Regions from separate parts of the Mus musculus genome. Here region 2 is linked to region 1. A link is a contact called in public HiChIP or PLAC-seq data. All regions are on one chromosome and are shown on one strand. Each heading gives the region's core, a stretch centred on a gene start, on an enhancer-like site or on the middle of the called end of the contact. The rest is flanking DNA. Distances are from core to core; before and after follow the strand shown.

Region 1 (2,996 bases), core at 469-2,968:
GTCCTCATGCCTGCTCTCCTCCTCTGCTTTTTTTCCTCCTGACCCTTTCCACAGCCCATTTTCCCTACGAGATTCTAAGGTTCATAAGGGAGAAACTTTGGTGTTTTGGGGGACACTATTATAGCCCTCTCACCTAGAACCATTCCTGCCAGTTAGAATAAATGAACTCTGTGAATGGTAGTTGTTATTAATTACTATTTTACTCTTCAAAGAAATGAGTATCTTTGTTTTTTTCCCTTTTAAAATCAGTCTTAAGTTTGGTGACTTTTCAGTTGAGACTTTGCAGGCTTTGTTTTGGTCTATTTTGAGATAAGTCTCGTGTAGCCCAGGCTGGCTTTGAACTCCTGATCCTCCTGTCTTCACCTTCCAAGTACTTAGATACCAGGTGTATGCTACTGTGTTCATTAAATGTTGTCAGTTTGACAAAAGTAGTGTTACCTGGAAATTCCTCAATGTAGGAATTACCTCCATCAGATTGGCCTGAGAACATGTCTGTAAAAGGCTTTTTTTTTTTTCTTGATTAACTCTTGTAAGATATGCTTTTCTTGCTGTGAAGAGACATCCGTGACCATGGCAACTTATAAAAGAAAGCATTGAATTGGGGGCTTGCTTACAGTTTCAGAGGGTTATCAGTTCATGATCATCATGGCAAGGGAGTGTGGCAGCACGCAGGCCAGCAAGTATGGTGCTGGAGAAGGAGCTGAGAGCTCACACCTGACCCACAAGCACAAGGCAGAGAAGGACACTGACTGGGCTTTTGAAACCTCATAATCCACCTGAAGTGACCACTACCTGCCAAGGCCACACCTAAACTTTCCTAAACAGTTCCACTGTGGACTGAGCATTCTTATATGAAATGGCCTATGGGGCCCCTTCTCATATAAACCACCACAATAATGTGGAAGGCCCAGCCCACGGTGCTGTGTCCTTGTTGGCCTGGTGGTCCTGAATTGTATAAGAAAGCAGGCCAAGAAAGCCGGCCATGGAAAGCATCCCTCCATGGTCTGCCTCAGTTTCTGCTTCCAGCTTCTTCTTGAGTTCTTGCCCTGACATGGCTCCATAATGGACTGTGACGTGGATGTGTAAGCCAAATAAGCCCTTTCCTCCCTAAGTTAATTTTGGTGTTTATCACAGCAACAAAAAGCAAGCTAGGACAGCTAGTCTGCCGGGTCAGAGTTTCAATTTTTACATAAATCCACCCAGTGTGATGTGATGGTTTAGAGGACCACCTTTGAGGTCAAAGCTCCCCCCATGGTCTTGTCTGTTTGGTGTGCTGAAGATCTAAACCAGTGTTTTGATCAAGGTATGCAAACACTATGCCACTGAACTAACTCCTGGCTCCATTTTTAAATTTTAAGATGAAATATCTCCAACTTTATTTATACTTTGCTCCGATATATACTGTATTTTATGCTGAGTGCTATGTTGGGGTATTTGACAGTCTAACTGGAGGAAAGAGGTCTGTGGGAACTTCTGTATATCCCGTGTCCTTTCCAGTGGGGTGTAATTAGGTTCATGGCCAGCTGTTGCTAACACTATTAACCCGGCTATGTGGCTTCCGAGCCAGTGTTTGGTGCAGGCTAATACTTCAATGCTGTGTGCGCATGCACACATGCATAGGAACAGTTTCTTTCTCTCATATCTTAGTCATGCACTGATGCAAACGGTAGTTACAGCAAAGCTTTTGGAATTCAGAATAGTACCGAATGAGTAGCTGAGGTGGCTCAGAGGATAAGAGCACTTGCCACAAGCCTGATGACATGACTCAGATCCCTGGAGACCTCATGGTGGAAGGAGAGAACTGACTAATGCAAGTTGTCCTCTGATCTCCACTCATTTATGCCTGCCCTCCCTCCCTCACCCCCCTGCAAATAATTAAATATTATCAAATGTATTTCTAGAAGCAATATATTACTATTATATATAAAAGCAAATACATATTGGCATGGTCTTTACATTGTGGTTCTATTTTAACTTATAGATGAGTTAAAGTTTATAAATAATACTACCTTAGTAAGGTTTCATTTGGCCTGATCAGATTTTCCCTGTATTTAGAATATCTATGGGCGCTGGAGAGATGGCTCAGCAGTTAGAGCACCGACTGCTCTTCCAGAGGTCCTAAGTTCAATTCCCAGCAACCACATGGTGGCTCACAACCATCTGTAGATGACCTGATGCTCTCTTCTGGAGTGTCTGAAGACAGCAATGGTGTGCTCATACACATTAAATAAATAAAATAGTCTATGAACCCAGCTCAGTAGTAGAGTGCTTGTCTGGCATGAAAAAGGCCCCATGATCATGACAGTTCACACTGGCAACTGGACAGTGTGGTTCACACCCAAATCCCAGCACCCATATCCCAGAGAGAGGATCAGGAGTTCAAGGTCGTCTTCAGGTACAAAGCCTGAAGCTAGCTTTGGCGATATATATATATATATATATATATATATATATTAGACCCAGGCTCAGGAAAACCACAAAGTGTAAAATCCTTGCCACCCAAGCCCACTGACCCAAGTTCAACCCTCCAGGACCCACACAAATACCATCAGAGAATAGACTCAACAAATATGTCCTCTCATCTCTGTCCCAACCTGGCTCAAACCCTTCCTCAATTATCATACACATATACCCCATAATAAAAATTTAAACACCCGAAGTAAGTAAAAATAGCTGATATGATTGATTTCATAATGTCTATGTCTTCTTTCTCCGGACTGGTCTGCGGTTTCTTTCTTTCTTTCTTTCTTTCTTTCTTTCTTTCTTTCTTTCTTTCTTTCTTCCTTCCTTCCTTCCTTCCTTCCTTCCTTCCTTCCTTCCTTCCTTTCTTTCTTTTTATTTATTTATTATATGTAAGTACACTGTAGCTGTCTTCAGACACTCCAGAAGAGGGAGTCAGATCTTGTTACAGATGGTTGTGAGCCACCATGTGGTTGCTGGGATTTGAACTCCGGACCTTCGGAAGAGTTGTTGGGATTTGAACTCCGGACCTTCGG
Region 2 (2,750 bases), core at 6-2,505, 320 kb before region 1:
GGAACTGTATTAAAGGGTCACAGCATTAGGAGGGTTGGGAACCACTGTCCTAAAGAGTCAGATAAGGATGCTGTTGGGAACTGAGCAGTGACTGCCCGAGGGAAGAGCCACTCTCCTGATCTACATCTGAGCACTTGGAATTGAGCATCATCACACTTAACCCCGACCACAGGCTATGTGAGTGGCCGGATGAGTCCTTTTAGATGACCTCCATGCCAGCTGGTGTGGCTCATTCCGTCGGTCATTTGAAGCTAGTGCTCATCAAAGCTAGCACACTGAGCACGCCCCTCGATCGCCTGCAGTGCTTTGTATGTTTGGCGCGAGTCTTCAGACTCTTAGTGTTCCCCAGAACCAAAGTGCTGCTGTTGTCTCTGTTGGTGTAGGGAACAGAGGCACAGGGCAGCTCAGTAACTGGTCCTATGTCACTGGGGAATTAAGTAGAGTGCTAGGGATTATATCTGAGCGTCGTGGCTTCAGAGCTGACCCAGTGAACATTGCTGCTCTTCCATCCTAAAGGTAGTACTAGGCCTCTGCTTAGAGATGCACCAGTTTAATCCTCCATAGCACCTGCAGAGGCAGTGGCTTCCCTCCAGTGATGCAAGCGGGGAAATGAAGGGCAGTGAGCACAATGAGGGTACAGGCAGCAAGTAGCAGTCCCCGACCCCCAGCGAGGTCTACTCATTCTTGCCGTGATATTTCCATGTGTCTTAGATGAAGCTGCAGGTCCCTTGTTCAGTTTCATGGTGGCGGTTTTCCTGTCCTGTGAAGTCCCAGATCGTGGTGCCTCACACCCCGTAAGAGATGAAGCTCAGCTGCTTGCTTACTGTGTCACCTTAGACAGTTCAGCCATTTGCTCTGTGCCTCTACCTTTCATTCCGAAAACAAGAAATGCAGCACCTGAGCTGGTGGTATGAGAACATATTTTGCTGAATGCTATAAACTTGGGCTGTGATCTGTAAGTGGCACAGAATAAGCCCCTAATAAACTATCTCTGCCAATAAGATGATGGACTTTGTAATATACATACAAGCTTGTGCTTACACACACACATATACACATACACACAGAGTCTATTCCATGAACATTTTTGAAACATTACACTCCATATCTAAAGTAAGCATACCTCTGTTCAAATTTTCTATTAATTAATAGGGCTCAATGCCAGGCTGGTTCCTAGACAGGCAGTGACTAATACAAGCAAGTATGCTTATACCACATCACACCCCTGAGGCCTGTCTCTGGCACCAGGGGAGAATCTCCCAACATCCTGCCTGGTAAAATGCCGGCACGGGCACTTCTGCATGCACCTCTGCTGCTCAGCTTACTATGAGCGGCCGATCAGAAACCAGAGTGGACTTGCAACAGAGGGCAAACTTTCTCCTCAGCCTGTGCTTGCATTGAACCAGGGTGGCACTTGCATTTCCCTGTGTAAATTAACAAGTTGGCATTCTGGCACGTTCTTTTAAGTTTCTATGACTTGTTTCTGACGGGATGGTTCAACCCACTCGTCGGCTCAGCAACAGCCACCACGGGCTGGGCCTTTCAATGGTGTATAGGCAGAGTTGATGCAGACTAGGAAGCACCTTCCCAATAATGCCATAGATAGTTGTGGGTGGATACTGGAGATATTTCCATGTGTGTCACCCCTTACCAAGTGGCACGGTATACATGCTTCATGAACATGACCTTCATAGATGGGCCAGGCAAATATGAGTAGAGCACAAACTTTCACAATAGGACTGTCTTGCTCAGGAAGCAGGAAGAGCACTAGTGGGCCCGGTGTCCCAGAAGGCCCCTGAGTGGTGGTTTCTGCCTGAGCACCCATCACGTTGTTGACAGCCTGTGGAGGCAGTAGAAGCAGCTGATACATTTGCTGAGGCCAATGCTGAATGTGTTCTGGGGCCTCCCTGGCCAAGGTCACTGCCATAGTGAATGAATAATTCACCAGGCCAATGACTTTTTTCCCTTCAAGAGGGAAACTGGGTCAAACTCCACTCAAGGGATCCCCCAGACACCTGTCCCCACAGGACCCACAACGTCCCGGAGTTGAAAAGCATTTCGCTGTTTCCAAACAGTCACAAAGCCTGATTTCATTTAGGAGCATGACCGTGGTGACAGTGGTGTGCATTCATTCCTGCCTGGAGTAACCGCCGTTGGCTCATGACATCCCAACAATGGAGGCCACATCCCACCAGGGTATTTGAACTTGAACGGCCAGCGCCTTCTCAGTGTTGTGGAGGTTGTGTTGCGTTAAGGCCTTTTGTTTACTGGACAATCAAAAGATCTGGCTCAGAATAGAAACCGGAGCTGCTGCAGTCCCTCGGTAATGGTATGAAGAAGAGCAAAGCAAAGCGCTGGCTGGTTTTATTGTATTGTTTGAGACAGGGAGACAAGGAGTCACTGTGTAGCTCAGGCTGATCTTGGACCTGTAATCCCCCTGGGTCAAGTGCTGGGATTACAGGTGTTCACAACCAGACAGAGGGTGATCCTGTTCTACCCCATCCCCCACTTTCTTATCTCTTGAGAAAGCATCACAAAACAGAGAAGATCAAATAGAATGAATATACTGTAGATGGGCATCGTTCTGGCCCTCTTTGAGCTGGTTAGATCTTTTAAAAGTCCTTCATATTCATATGTATATACTCCTTTCCCACCTGACTCCAACCTTAGGAATTGACGTCTCTAGAGGGCTGATCTCTGTGACTAGGTCAGGAGCCGGGATAACCATACAGCTGGAATCCAGCAATACA

What was found. HiChIP or PLAC-seq counts read pairs in DNA pulled down with a chosen protein or histone mark.
Region 2: a FOXA1 HiChIP or PLAC-seq map of pancreatic cancer cells shows a contact between it and region 1. The contact joins two enhancer-like sites. A contact is called at or near these places in 2 of 115 datasets of contacts at active chromatin or transcription factors (large pre-B cells and pancreatic cancer cells).

What each region holds. Positions count from the first base shown.
Region 1 is chr5:66,057,758-66,060,753 of GRCm38.p6, reverse strand. All of the region lies in intron 3 of Rbm47 (RNA binding motif protein 47), which reads left to right. Among named protein-coding and RNA genes, the nearest start is that of Gm40310, 49 kb to the right of the region's middle. Within about 2 kb of position 1,718, at least 31 of the 459 cell types and tissues checked have an H3K27ac peak or open chromatin away from gene starts, as enhancers often do. A contact at or near this core is called in pancreatic cancer cells, where this site is marked.
Region 2 is chr5:66,373,091-66,375,840 of GRCm38.p6, reverse strand. The region is part of intron 9 of Apbb2 (amyloid beta (A4) precursor protein-binding, family B, member 2); the gene reads left to right. Among named protein-coding and RNA genes, the nearest start is that of Nsun7, 110 kb to the right of the region's middle. Within about 2 kb of position 1,255, at least 32 of the 459 cell types and tissues checked have an H3K27ac peak or open chromatin away from gene starts, as enhancers often do. A contact at or near this core is called in pancreatic cancer cells, where this site is marked.